Linked DNA regions of Gossypium hirsutum: all the other regions are linked to region 2. Evidence: chromatin contacts called from public Hi-C data. All regions are on one chromosome and are shown on one strand. The core of a region is the stretch at or near the end of the contact, and the rest is flanking DNA. Distances in the headings are between cores, read along the strand shown. Region 1 holds the start of LOC107914817 (succinate dehydrogenase subunit 3-1, mitochondrial). Region 2 holds the start of LOC107914808 (O-fucosyltransferase 1). Region 3 holds the start of LOC107914813 (ER lumen protein-retaining receptor).

Evidence for each region. Hi-C and Micro-C count contacts between places; a contact is called where the count stands out from the background.
Region 1: a Hi-C map of leaf shows a contact between it and region 2, with 2.9 times the contacts expected there. The contact joins the promoter of LOC107914817 here to the promoter of LOC107914808 in region 2. A contact is called at or near these places in 10 of 34 Hi-C or Micro-C datasets (callus, hypocotyl, leaf and 2 more).
Region 3: a Hi-C map of leaf shows a contact between it and region 2, with 2.8 times the contacts expected there. The contact joins the promoter of LOC107914813 here to the promoter of LOC107914808 in region 2. A contact is called at or near these places in 10 of 34 Hi-C or Micro-C datasets (callus, hypocotyl, leaf and 1 more).

What each region holds. Positions count from the first base shown.
Region 1 is chrD10:28,344,203-28,349,071 of Gossypium_hirsutum_v2.1, forward strand. It overlaps LOC107914817 (succinate dehydrogenase subunit 3-1, mitochondrial), which reads left to right and starts at 1,619. Exons shown (of 3, transcript XM_016843852.2): 1 at 1,619-1,879; 2 at 1,988-2,020; 3 at 2,103-2,766. The coding sequence starts at 1,720. The coding sequence ends at 2,515.
Region 2 is chrD10:28,098,820-28,103,839 of Gossypium_hirsutum_v2.1, forward strand. LOC107914808 (O-fucosyltransferase 1) reads left to right here and starts at 2,011. Exons shown (of 10, transcript XM_016843839.2): 1 at 2,011-2,094; 2 at 2,198-2,369; 3 at 3,054-3,132; 4 at 3,233-3,303; 5 at 3,529-3,617; 6 at 4,738-4,861; 7 at 4,982-5,020. The coding sequence starts at 2,087. LOC107914807 (protein maph-9) reads right to left here and starts at 1,037. Exons shown (of 2, transcript XM_016843838.2): 1 at 500-1,037. The coding sequence starts at 883.
Region 3 is chrD10:28,299,723-28,304,289 of Gossypium_hirsutum_v2.1, forward strand. LOC107914813 (ER lumen protein-retaining receptor) reads left to right here and starts at 1,683. Exons shown (of 6, transcript XM_016843849.2): 1 at 1,683-1,994; 2 at 3,051-3,316; 3 at 3,481-3,596. The coding sequence starts at 1,904.

The DNA.
Region 1 (4,869 bases), core at 369-2,868, 240 kb after region 2:
AAAAAGGGCCAAATTTCCCATTGTTACATTTAAAATAAAAGATAAAAGGAACTAAATTGACATTTTAGATTCTGTTCGAGGATGTTGAAGCCGTCAAATCTGGTTGATTCCATTGCACTAAATTGATTTTGGAAAATGACCTGAAAATCCAAATCCAACTGTTATGTTTTTAGTTGATAAAATATGATAAGTTTAATTGTCGGGATAAATTCGAGTAAGCAACGAAGAATAATTAAATTAATTAATAAATTGAAGAGATCCAATATAAATATTTTACGTGAATAAAAAATCATAGGCAAAGATAAATTTACTAAATCGGCAAGAACGAAGAGTACATAGATAGAGATAAAAACTAAACTCTGAAACTCGAAAAAAAGAACACTTGAAACTTAAACACAAAATTCTCTGAAAGCTTGTAAAAGCTAATAGTATTAAAATAATCTACACTAATCAGCGTTTAAGTGGAAAACTAAAACAATATTTAACTGAAAGAAGTAAAGCTGAGAAAATTGAGAAACATGTCGCCACGTTGCGACATGGCTTTCTTTTCATCGTGATGAAGTATGGTCACGTCATCGGAGCGAAGAACTCCTCTTCGTTGCGACGTCACACACTATTTATGTTGAAATACGAGGCATACTCCACATTAATCAACCATTTTATAAAATATATAAATAATCATACAATTGGTGTATAGATTAATGAATCAAATATGAAGAAGATGGATGAGTTGCCATTTTCCTATATATTTACATTTCCATAAACTCTTTAAACTTAAGTAAAAAATTTGCTGAGAAAAAAATAGGGTAAATTATATCATTAGTTATAAGAAAGTTTTTGTTTTGGTTATTTAATTAAAAAAAGGTTATAATTTGATCACTAAACTATTTGAAAGTTTTCATTTAAGTCACTAAACTATTAAAAATATTTTATTTAAGTCACTAGACTATTAAGTTTTTTTTTTAAAGTTCTGCCATAAAGCTCCAAGCGATGATTCGAAGATCGAGAGGGTGGATCTGTACCCATCGACGAGTAGAAGAACATAACTTAGATCAAAATCTATCTAGCGATCAGTGTAGGAGATCAAAGAAAAAACTGTTTGAATTTTGGTTTGCAGATTTATGAAGTTCAAAGTTGTTTTATGAAAAAACACTCAACGATAGAAAAGAAAGGAAAAAAGAGCTTTCGATTGGTACCGATAGTGCGAATAGAGAAAGCCATATAGAATCGATTTTAATAGCCCAATGACTTAAATGAAAATTTGTGAATAGTTCAGTGATCTACAAAGTAACAACAAATAATGACTACATTTAGATGTTAGGTATTCTCTAAAAAGATAAATGATTAATCATAAAATATGCTCTATTCGCAGGAATGGATAGTTAAAGAAGGAGGTGAATAACCACTACATAATTGGTTTCTAAAGTTATAGGTACATAGATTTCCAAAGGTTACTTTAGGAAATGATATGATGAATATTTGAAATAAATTATGGAGTTGTTAGATTGCCACATAATTGATCCAAAATTTGTATATCATGTCAAAGCCGAATCCAAATGGGCTCAAACCCTAAAACCGAACCTAAATAGGCCTAAGCCCAATAACATCTATTTACGTTTTCTTGCAGAGCAGCTTCCTCCTTCCCTTATATAACCCCACCGTTTCACTCCATGTTTCTTTTTTGCAGGCTAAGCAATTTTGAGACTCTTCTATTTAGCAATGGCTTCTTCTCTAGCTCTTAAGAGGCTCGTCTCATCCAACATCCTCCCTAGCTCCTTACGCGTCGCCATCGTTCCATCCATCTCCAGACTCTTTAACACCAACGCCGCCACGCCTGATGACCACGATGATCGCCGTCGTGCTGACGGTTTCTTCCCAGGTACTTGTCCACTCATCTGTTTTTCATTTCGACTTCTTTCGCTTCTTTTTAATTTTTGATTATCTAAAATTGATGCTGATTTTGGCCCTTCCGGTTTCTATGCTGCAGATCTGCAGGGGCGGCGCCAGGGGGCCAAAAAAGGTAAATTTTCACTTTAGTTCTTACAGAAATTATAAAATTATGATTCAGTCATTTTGCCCCCTCAAGAAAAAAATTCCTGCAGATATGTTTGATCCTTTGTCTCCAACAAGGAGCCTGAACATGATGGATCAAGTCAAGGGGAATCGATTTCTCTCCACATCCCGTGACATTCCAGGGCTTGGGAGCGAGGCCAAAGAATCAAACCTTCGCCCGTTATCTCCTCATCTTCCTATTTATAAGCCACAACTTTCTGCGACTCTTTCAATTACCAATAGGATCTCCGGGGTTTTCCTAACTACTGCACTTTTGTTCTCTTATCTTCTTTCTCTGAAAATGGGTTCAATTTGCTTCACCTATTCGAATTTCTACCAATTCTTCTTTTATTCAGCAAAGCTTGCCCCAGTTACCGTCTCAATTGCTGCATTGGCCGTTTCCTATCATCTGTGTTATGGGGTTCGTCATTTATTGGCGGACTTTTCGGGAAAGCTGAGGTGAAGAACGGTGAGGAGGAAAGGATGTGATTCAGCTTCAAATCGACTGATTTGCTGGCTTGGTAAGTTCTTGTTTGGTCTGGGCCATTCTGGGTTGAGGTAAGACTTTGTTTGGCAAAATAAAGAATGTGTTAATGGTTTTTTTTTTTTGGAATAAATTGAACCTTGGTGATGAGTAAAAAGAAAACCTTGTTAATGCCAAAAAGCATCTTTGAACTTGTCAATATAGTGATCTGTGTTGAATTAGTGGTTTAATTCGATGGATTCTGCTAAATCTTTGATTGGGAGAGCTGTAACCATTAACCGTTCCCCTTTCAATCGTATGAGCTTTCATTAGGAGTTTAAACTGTGCTTATCTGATTCTGCATCCTCCATAGTTAACAAACACCAAGCTTTGAATGTGTGAACTCTTTCAGAAAGTGATTGTGAACTGTGATAGGATTGACTTAAATGTAAGATCGATTAGTAAATCGAGAAGGTTACATTATAATTTATTAAATTGTTATTGTTAGAGATTTTGTTTTTCCTTTTAAGAAGTTTAGTTCTTTGGATTTTTTTAGTCCCGAGTTTTCTATAAAATTATGATTATTACATTTTGATTTTTACGATAAACTTAATTATGATAGCTTATTTATATGATTTACGAATTATTTTCAAATAAAGAGTTAATTTTTGTGTTTACATTGGAACTTGCAATGTGTTATCTGTTAAGTAGTAGTAAATATTGTTTCTTATTTGCTCAAATTTTGTGTTATATCAATATATAAAGAGGAAATGGTCTGGAATTTCAGATTTTGTGAGATTATTCGAAGAAAAAGTATTGTAGAGATTTTCATCTATATTTGATATTACTGGTTTAAAATGTGAGGATCAATTTTAGGAAATGTTGCTCTTTTTTAACCAAACACACTAGATATGAATTTCTACATATTAGGCTAATGTAGGATGAGGATGGTTAGTTTTTATATCATAAAATCGAAGTAAATTTGTCTATTCCAACGTTGGACGGGATCAATAATTGTAGGCTCAAGTTTTGATGCAAAATTGGAAGCTTAATGGTCGATCGATGGATATATTTTTCATGATTTCCCCTATCAAATCAACCCACAAGCTGGTAAATTGGCAACAACCAATCAGGGACCAAACTTGTATAGCTTTTTAGGTTTTTATACTTGGATTATATGTGATCTGCCACTCATCTGTCTTAACAAGTACAAGCACAAATATTTGTTCGAGGATTCATAAGGATCAAACTATTGTAGCATAGATTGTTTGAGGATTATAGATTAAAGCCAACAAATTAAATCAATTGGACTAAAACCCAAAAATATTGGAACTTAGAGACCCATGTATATAATTACTCATGGTAAGTTTTGAATTTGGGTACTCAACAGCTTAACAATTGAGTCAAGGCTTCATTGACTTCATATATAAATAAATAAATAAAGTAGAACATGTCTATAAAAATTTAAATATAATTAAAAAATCTGATTATAAATAAATAAAGTAGAGTATGTCTATAATTAAAAATTCTATTAGACATATATATATGTATGGAAACTATGAATTTATAACACAGATGTTTAGAACTAATTAATAATAGTATACATATATAATTGATAGAGGTAATTTATTGTTCATATTAAAATGAAAATGTATAAAAATTATAAAAATTAAATTTTAGTTGAGTAATAAATTTAAGGTTGTAATAATATAGATATGATAATTTAATTCTTAATAAATATATAGAGTTAAGGTATTAAATTATTAAGGAAAAAATATTAAATTATTGTGACAACTATTATTGTTAAGCAATAAATTGAAAATATAAAAATTTCAAGTTATGAAAAATAAAATAAACATGACATAAATATGTACATGTCAAATTTTATATATAGAACCAACCATTAACATGGAAAAGTTATATACACTTTTACTAGTTTACACATGGAAAAAAAATAAAACATGAAACGACATGAATAAATAATTTTTTTCTTTAAATTTATCAATAGATTTTACATGAACAAAATATTATTTTCTAAATTCAATCATGAAAAAAAGAAACTATATAAAATACGATATGACATAAAAAAAAATGAACATTACTCTCACACACATGTAGGTCAAATTTTACACAAAAATAAATTATAAATTTACAAAAAAAATACACATAAATTTATAATACTTTATATATAAAATTATGAATATGTAAAACTAATATGATATACATCGAAAAAATGGTTTGCCAGGTGAAATTTCTTTTTGAAAATCTCAACTTAAAAAAAAAAAAGTAAACATCTTTCTTTATTCTAAAAAAAAGTGAATCTTTTTAAAATTAAAAAAAACATTTATTTTAAC
Region 2 (5,020 bases), core at 761-3,260:
CAATTCCCATGCTCAACTTCAAACTCAATAATGTTAGTAGTAAGCAGAAGTATTATCCTCAAACATCATCATGTTGACCGAGATCAACCGTAATTACCATATCACCTAGCCATGGTAGAATGAGAATCAACCATATCCACCAAGGCATTCAAGGGAATAACAACTATTATGATATAGGATATCCATACAGTCAAAGTGTAAATGCCAGTATAATTTAGTTCGTCGATTCAATGGAACAAAAGGATAGGCTTGGGAGATTCTCCTACTCAACTTAAAACTAACGAATAAAGGTAACAATAAAATTTAATTTCTTAACTGAACATTAACTTTATTTTATATATAAACTAACATAATCGAAAGATAGGCAAAGGAAATTAGGGTTTTGAATTTGGTGTTTCACTTAAACAAACCTACAAATCCCAATTTCCAATTTTCTTAATTTTATAACTGAAAATCATCATAAAATTCAAGAAACAAAGTATGAGAGGTAAAAGATTACCAGGGTTTGTCGAAACTCTTCTTCAGCAACCATACGCTCTTGAGCTCTAACCTTAGCAGCCTCAGCCTTAAGCCTTTTACGCTCCTCATTAGCAACTCGTATAGCCTCTTTCCTAGCCTCTTCTTTTCTGAGCTTCTCAAGACGCAACAACTCCATCTCGTGGATGTACTCCTTGCGTACATTTTTTACTTGCTTGGCGTAGTCTCGTCGCAACAGGGCGAGTTTCTTCTCGGCCTCTTTGGGGTCGTTGGGGGTCTTCCAGCTGCCCAAGAAGGAGTTGGGATCTAAATATTTGTGGGTTTTCTGGTGGTGGTTGTGGTGGGATGATTTGGTGGAGAATGAGCGGGTGAGGGTTTTGGAGAGGGTCCTGAAAGAGTTCGCCATTGCTGTGTTCTTCGAAGCTACTCCGCTGCTGGTGGAGAAAGAGGAGGGTTTTGTTTGTGTTGGGCATGGGCTACTCTGCCATTAATGGAGGCCCAGTCCAAGAAACAGTTCCAATTACCCAACACAACCGCCTAATCCCATCGTTCATTTCCCTTCTCCAAATTACACCCCAGTTTTCACTCATTATTATTATTTTCTAATTTTTTAAGGTTTAATTCTAATTTCATACTTTTTTTACAGAAACTTTGAAATTATTCCTCTGTTTTAATTTGTCGGAATTTGGTTTTACAAAAATTAAGAAGTTGATCAAACTAGATAATATCATGATAGATGGATGACTTGAAATTTAACTGTTCATTAATTTTATTTGTAAAGAGTTAGTAATAGTTTTGCAATTTGAATGGCAAAATTAAACTCTTCAAATTTATGTATTTAGATTAATTTCTCAGTTTTCATAAAATACAGATTAAATTTTGACAAATTAAAGGATAATGATTAATTTCTCAACTTTCTTAACATAGAGAGATGAAATTTAGAATTCAACTTTTTTTTTATTTTTAATTTTTTGGGAGAAGGCACCATTTATTCTTTGAACTTGAAAATTTTTTCCAATTTTGTCAAGCTTCAAGATTAACGTGAAAAAACAAAATTAAGGAACTAAGTTAGGAAAAATTGACAAGTTCATGGGCTAAAGGATGCTTTATTTCTTATTTATTTATCTATTTTGAGTTAAAATATGTATTAAGTCTTTGTACTCTTTGTATATTTGAAATATAGTCCTTTTACTTTTATTTATAAGAGTTTAGTTCTTTACTTTTTTTTATAGATTTAATTGTTAACACCGTTAAAATTCTTCTATTAAATTCGTTGATTTGATATTTTAAAATAAAAAATACTCACTTGATAGTCATATAACCAAAAAAGAACGTTGTAATAAGTCTGAATTTAATAGGATAATTTTAATAATTGAACTTGTACTTTTAGATCCAAAAAGTAGAAGGATAAAATTAGTTAAAATAAAAGTAGTAAGACTAAATTACAAATGTACAAAGAGGACAGGGAGCTATAGCATATTTTAACCATTACATTGACTAATTTCAAGGTTTTACAGCGCGCCAAGTAAAACCGACAACCAGAAAGAAGGAAATTTGTAAAAACATCAGATCTGGGAATAATACATTGCTTTTTTTGTCTTTCGTAATTATGCGGAGGTTTACAAACTAACTAGTTAATTCGTTTTTCCGTTAAAATTTTCGGTTTTCCGTTGAACCAGACTGCCATTTTTTAACTTCTTCTTTCTATTTTGTTGCTTAGGTCGGGGCTGCATAGGCAGCATGGGAAGCAAGGAGCTGGAGGAGGAGGAGGAGGAGCAAAGGGAATTTACACCAAACTAACGATTGCCGTTGTGGTGCTTTTGATCTGCACGCTCTCGCTTTTGTTTTCGGCTACAATTGGCGGAAATCGCGGATCTCTAGAGCCTTCCGAGGTTAGTGGTTCTTGTAAAGAGTTAGGATCTGATCGTCTTGATTTTGATCCCTGGCTTCGTGATTAAATTTTCAGTATTAAGCGAATTTGCGGATTGCTTCTGTTATCAGATTGTTGAAACTTAATAAGGCATAAATGTTATTAGTTTGTTGTCTGAGTTAGTCTATAGTAATGCTCACGCTCAATAGAAGCCTTAGGGGAATCTCTTGTTTGATGCGTCTGCAAACCATCTCATTTGGTCTGTACTTTATTTGGCGTTTGTAATGTACCTCATAAATTGACCTATTTACTTGCATGAAAAATCATCAAAGTGGAAATGTTTTATTTATTGCATTGGTTTGGTTTTATGCTAATTTGCTAGGATCATGCGGATTAAGTCCAAGAGGATCATTAGCTAGTTATCAGAGACTTTAGGTGTTTTTATGCATGATTCCGCTTCCTTTAACAATATTTGTTGATAGGTTTTTGTTATCTTTATAGGTAATGGTTTGAGATAATCGTAATAAAACAGTTCCTCTGTAGTCAGATGCTTGAGACTGGTTGTTGTATTATTTCGTACTATATACCTGTGGGAGCTAAACCAGTGAATAGGATTTATTCTCGCCCTTTTCCACTTTTAGTGGCTGGTCATCATTGTCAATCACTCTAACCTTTGATCATTCTTTTTTCTGAAATGTTTATTCAGATCAATGCAGAAGAACTTTGGGAAAGTGCCAAGTCTAGTGGATGGAGGCCTTCATCTGCTCCACGATCTGATTGGCCCTGTAACTACTCATAACTTTCCCAAAGAAAAAAAATTATGTTTGAATTGATTTTATGTAAAAATGTAAGTTCCTTAGAATTCTTATTGCTATATTCTGGCAGCTCCTCCAAGGGAAACTAATGGTTATCTTCGAGTCCGTTGCAATGGCGGTCTGAACCAACAACGCAGCGCGGTTTGTGTTAACCTTTTTGCTGTAAATTCTACTCTATCATACTCTGTTTTTCCATGGAAATCAAATAGGTGCAAGCCAGCTTGAGTTTTTATGGTTATGTTTTGTTTTAGATTCTTAGTGTAAAAAGGCTTAAAAGTTTAAAATAGAGTAAGATTGTGTTGATATTGCTTCTGTGGTTTATAAATTTTAAATAAAATATTAATTTTGCTTCTTTTGGTGTTCTAGATCTGTAATGCAGTTCTTGCTGCACGAATTATGAATGCCATACTTGTACTGCCTGAGCTGGATGCAAACTCCTTTTGGCATGATGAAAGGTAATCTTGTCTCGTCATTTCCATCCCCCCTTTTTTTTCAATTTATTTGAAATTAACTGGGTACTTCTATAACAGAAGCAGTGTACGTGATGAGTAGGGACACAGATTTTAGATGGAAAATTTTCAGATAGAATTTAAACATTTATTTAGACAGTGCAAAAACTTAATGGCTTGGCAATTATTGGCATTTTCCTTTTTGGAAGCCATAGGAAGTGAAATTCTGATTTCTTGGATTTGGCATCTTAGAGAGGCTAACAGAAGATTATTAAAATTTATGATTGTTTGCAATATTTTCATCTGCATTTGTGAAGATTAATGTGTTCTCTTGCTGCATGGCTTTATCTTTTCTAATTTGTTCACTGGGGAATAGGTGGCTTCCTCTCTCTGCTACTCTTCTAATTGAACTTGCTATGATTACGGCAAATTTGTGTTAATTTGATTGGTCAATTTGAGTCATCTTCATTTCAATTTATTATGGTTCAAGTTACCTGCAACTTAAGGGAAGTTACTCAGATTTTTTTGCATTTATCATTCTTAGTTTGTTTGGTGAACTGGCTCCTAAACTAAGAAATCCAAGGATTATTAGGAAGAGAACCACTAGCAGTTTGGAAGATCCAACTAAGATATGAGCTTGCTCATGAACTCGAATCACTTTCTACATTATTTTCTGTAGTTTTTGGTTAGGTATATCTGCTTTATCTTTGAGAAGCTTTTTATACTGCAATGTGATTGAATAGAGTGATGATTAATATATGATTTGCTCTGGCCATCGTTTCTGTTCTCTAACATATCAGAAAATTTCAGCAACTGATGTTTTTGAACTAGTTATTTAATCAATTTCATTTCTAGACTTTTTTTTCTGCCGTTTCTTCTCCCTGAAACTTAAACCACCATTAATGCAGAGATCTTTTGTGAGTTTACAATTATTTTCTGCAGTCATTTTTATGTTTTAATTTATATGGTTGCTGAGTATTAATTGTTCACCTTCCTAACAAAAAAATTAGGAATATATACACACATCACATGGAATGTGTTTTCCAGATCTTTATTGAAGCAATATGCCATTGTACTTGTGGACCATTTACAATTAAAATGTAATGATACCATCTTTTCTCTCCAGTGGTTTCCAAGGTATCTATGATGTTGAGCATTTTATCCAGACATTGAAGTATGATGTACAAATTGTGGAAAGCATACCTGAAATCCGACAAAATGGCAAAACCAAGAAGATAAAAGGGTATCAGGTGTGAAATATTGGAGCCATCGATTATAATAATCAGTTAGGCAAATAATTTTTAAGTTTTGTAGAAGTTGTTGAAACTTATGTCTTTTCTCTGCTCTTGCTTCTTTGTCTATTCATTTAGCTTCGCCCCCCGAGGGATGCTCCTATCGAGTGGTATACA
Region 3 (4,567 bases), core at 433-2,932, 200 kb after region 2:
ACCAACCCCCACTTCTACCTTATCTATCTTACCTACAATATTCTCGTCCTCTTGAAACTACATTGTTTCACGGATTCTTCAAACGAGCTCTACACTCTTAATGACTAAAACGACCACTATACAAAACTTACCCTCAACTTTACCCAAACCAGTTTGGTTCCATGCACCATTTCTCTGTTCAGTTCATCCATGCTCTACTTCCAATCAAGCTTGCTTGGGAATATCCAAGAAGATTTTGATCAATTTTATCGTATGCTTAATTTTATTCGTCGGAAAAGAAAATGAATAATCTACAAGATTTTGTAAAAATTTGGAAATAGAAAAAAAATTGTTTTGAATGTAAAGAATTCAATTTATGTTTAGATTTGATTAAGGATATGGTTTTTTATATTGATTAGTTAGATCCAATTTTAGTTTCAATATTACGTTATATTCAAATTGAGATTTGATTAAGAATGATTGATAATCGATTTTTAGTGAAATTCAATTTAGGAATCATGTGAAAGAAATAAGGACTTGGTTTATTTGGTGGGCAAAGATTATGTTTCTGTAGTAAAGAATATAAGAAGAGAGAAAAATAAAGGGGAAGAAGAAAAGGAAAATAAAGAATTAAAAAGAATAAAGATTAAATTGTTCAAAAAAATAAAAGTATAGAGACTAGTTTTGACAAATGGAAAACATAGAAAAATTACGTTAAAAGAAATAAAGAAGGGAGAAAAATAGAAGGAGAACGAGAAGAGAATGAAAAATAAAGAAAAAAAAGAAGGTTCAAAGAACATAAAAGAGGAAATTAAATTGCTCAAAATGAAAAAAAATATTGGGACCAATTGTATAACTTCTCATTTAATGTGTCACGTTAGCTTTTTGTTGCACCGTTAATGACAATTAACGCTTAGTGACTAAAATGTTACAACACGATAACGTAAGTGACTAAATCGTAACATTTCAAACATAAGTGACTAAAATGTAATCTAAGATAAACGAAAGTGAGTATTTTGGCAATTTACCCTAATAGTTTTTATCAACAATTCTATTTTATTCTGAAACATTATCTTCTTATTTATGGGTTAGAAAGAAGTTGTGGGTAATTCTAAAGTAGATATAATTAGAAGCTATAATGAAATTGTTAAAAAAAATGTTTAAACTTTGCTGGAAATTGAATTTTACTAAAACAAGAAACTGTTTTAAGCAAATTATAGCATCACCCTTGAGTCTCTGCAAGTAAATCCAAGTCATTTTGAGTGTGTGGAGGCCCAAAAGCTTCAAATCTAGGAACTATCCCTGGAATTTCCTTACGCATACAAACTGAAAATGAAACCCAGCCCATCTAGTAGATATGTTTTGTTTTCCCTAATATTTATTTTATGAGTTAATTGCACCAAAATCCTCAAACTCTGACCTTCTTTTAAAATTGATCCCCAAACTTTAGAACATTCTAAATACATCTTTAAACTATCCATCAATTGAGTTCTTCCATTATTGAAATTGTTAATTTAGTAAGATCTTTTGTGATATACTCTTATGTCATATGAAAAAATTTATATGTCATTTAATGGTTAAAATAACAGTTTTAATAATTAAAGGATCTGATTGATATAATATATATAATTTAAAGATGTATTAAAAATGTTTTAAAGTGTAGGAACTAATTTAAAATTTGTTTGGTGGGATAACTCATATTTTTCTCTCCTGTGTTCTCGGAAGCCAAAGCAATAAATTATTCCCTGAAAACAAACAAAACTTAAGAAATTAGATGTTTCTATCGCAGATCTACTAAAATTTTCGTCTCAGGAAGAACCTTACCCTGACAGAAGAAAAAAAACAAAAAACAAAAACCATCATCCTACATTCTTTTTCAATTTTTTTGAATTTAAGAAACTTTTGAGAAGAAAGAACAGAGAAAATGAACATATTCAGATTAGCAGGGGACATGACCCACTTATTTAGTGTTCTTGTTTTGCTTCTCAAGATCCATACCATCAAATCTTGTGCTGGTACGTCCAGTTTTCAAATATTTACTTTATTTTTTTCTGGGTTCATTACATTTCACTGCATTTTATTTTGTATTTTTGAAAATTTTACCGCTTTAAGATTACAAAAATGGAATTTCAAGGTTATATTGAATGTGGGGTTTTGTTAATTAGTTGTCTTGTTTTAGTTGTTGTATATGGCATCCAATATCCAAATTGGAATCTTGTGAATCGTGGATGTGTAGCTTAATGAAAATGTGACATTTTTTTTTCCTGTTAGTCGGAAAGGAATTCTTGTATTTTTCTGAATGGGCTTTTAATCATTTGAATGTATATAAATTGTGTATCTGAAGTTTTAGAAGCAAGGATATATGATCATGTAGTACTTTAGTTTTAAATTAAACCAAACTTGGAAACTGTCGTGAACTGAAGACTTGAATACAAGTAATTTGTCACTCCACCATTGGAATCTTTTGCTAGTTGTTGGGATTTAATGAAAATATTTAGATAGAGGTCCAAGGAGTTTGTATTAGGTAGATTTGGAAGGGTTCATGGTTTGTTAACTTGGACTTCCTAAGATGGCATCTTATTTTTGCTTGTTTTCCTTCTATCTGTCGCTAGAAATATGTAGGGATTTGAAGTTTACAGTACTAGTATTCTTCTGGCTAGGAGATTTTATGGAAATCAAAAGGCAGATTAGATCATGTAGAATTATACTGTAGGTTTGCGGTTTTTTATTCTTGCTGGCCTCAGATTTCTTGACAAACTAGATAAACCATATATGATAAGGCCTAAAACTATAGCTGTAGCTGAGGTAGTTTTTGGTTTTTTTCTCTTGTTATGAGGAGTTGATTTGGGGTCAATGCTACCTAACTTTAGACTTTCTTGATTGGCTTGTGGGGAAGTTTTCTTTTTCTTTTCTTCTTTCCTTTTAAATGTAACTATGGGATAGGATGACAGAAGTATTCATGGGTGGCTATAGCCATTTACTCTTTGGAAGTCAAGGTTGTCACTATAAGAAGTTAGATTTCGATGGCTTTGGATCTTTTATCCTTGATGCGATTTCTTATATTTGTGCAGGCATTTCCTTGAAGACTCAGGAACTTTATGCTATTGTCTTCACTACTCGTTACTTGGATTTATTCACTACTTACATTTCTCTCTACAACACAATCATGAAGCTAATATTCCTGGGGAGTTCTATCTCAATTGTATGGTACATGCGACATCACAAGGTGGTTCGTAGATCTTATGATAAGGACCAGGATACATTTCGCCATTATCTCCTTATGTTGCCTTGCCTATTGCTTGCCCTTCTTATAAATGAGAAGTTCACCTTTTTGGAGGTATTGAAATCTTTCTTCCTATTACAATCAGGTTCTTGTGCTAAATTTATTCCGGTCAACTTAGTAGCTATATTACATTGTGTTTATACTAATTATTTGTTGAGAGATTATCAGGCTCTATTATTTTTCAGACTAGTATTTGTCTCTAAATATTGGTTGAGCAGGTCATGTGGGCATTTTCCTTATACTTGGAAGCAGTAGCCATACTTCCTCAGCTTGTATTGTTGCAAAGGACTAGAAATATTGACAACTTGACGGGACAATATGTGTTGCTCCTTGGGTAAACTCCGCTCTATAAATCCTATTCAATTTCAAGTTTGTCATGCTTTTATTACATTGCCTTGAAGGACGCTTACTTCTGTGCTTTCATTTGCATATAGTGTTGCTTCATTTTGTATTAGGATATGCTTAGTTGAGTGGAAAAGTGGAAGGATGAAAAGAGGAGAGTGGAAAAATAAATAAATTTTGAGCGTGCTTGGTAAAAAGAAAATAAGGAATATGGCCATCCTAATGCATAAAAACTAATCATTGCAAATTGGAATGATAAGCGGAGAGGAAATGAAAACGGTGCAAGTTAAGTGTGCATTTCACAAGATTATGCATTTTTCTTAAAACTTTCTTTTTCTTTCCTCCAATTTTTCAACTCTACCATGCAATGGATGTAAAGAAATTTTTTTTCCATTTTTCAATCTTTCATACCTTGTACACCAATGGAAAGAAAAAATAATTTTTTTATCCCCCCTCAAATTTTTCATATTTCCAATTTTCATTCCACTTTACCAAGCATCCTTAGTTTGGTGGGGGAAAAAAAGCACGAGAAAGTCTCTAAATTGAGTTGTCATCTTATTCTCTATTGGTTGCTGCTGATTTTCTTTTTTGAGTAAAAGCTGATATGATTTTATTTCGGATAGAAGATTTTGTTTTGAAACGTAGTTAATTACACCTTGATATTTTTCCAGTACAACTGATGTTCTTGTGAATCATCTGTTTCATGCCTGAATTTTGCTCTTATTCTATATCCACTATTACCAGAAGTTAAGAGATTAGACAAGCTCAAATCATCCATTATAAGATTTCTAGCAGTTGCATTAAGTTGTTAAGGCAAACCAGAAGTGAGGATCTCCCTTATTTGATTTTGACCAACTCATGTTGTAAGCAACGATGGAAGTAAAGAAAAGTTCAAGAAAGCAGCTTGTTCAACATATTACAAAAGTGACATTTCATGGAATTCATTAAACTAAAATGGCTATG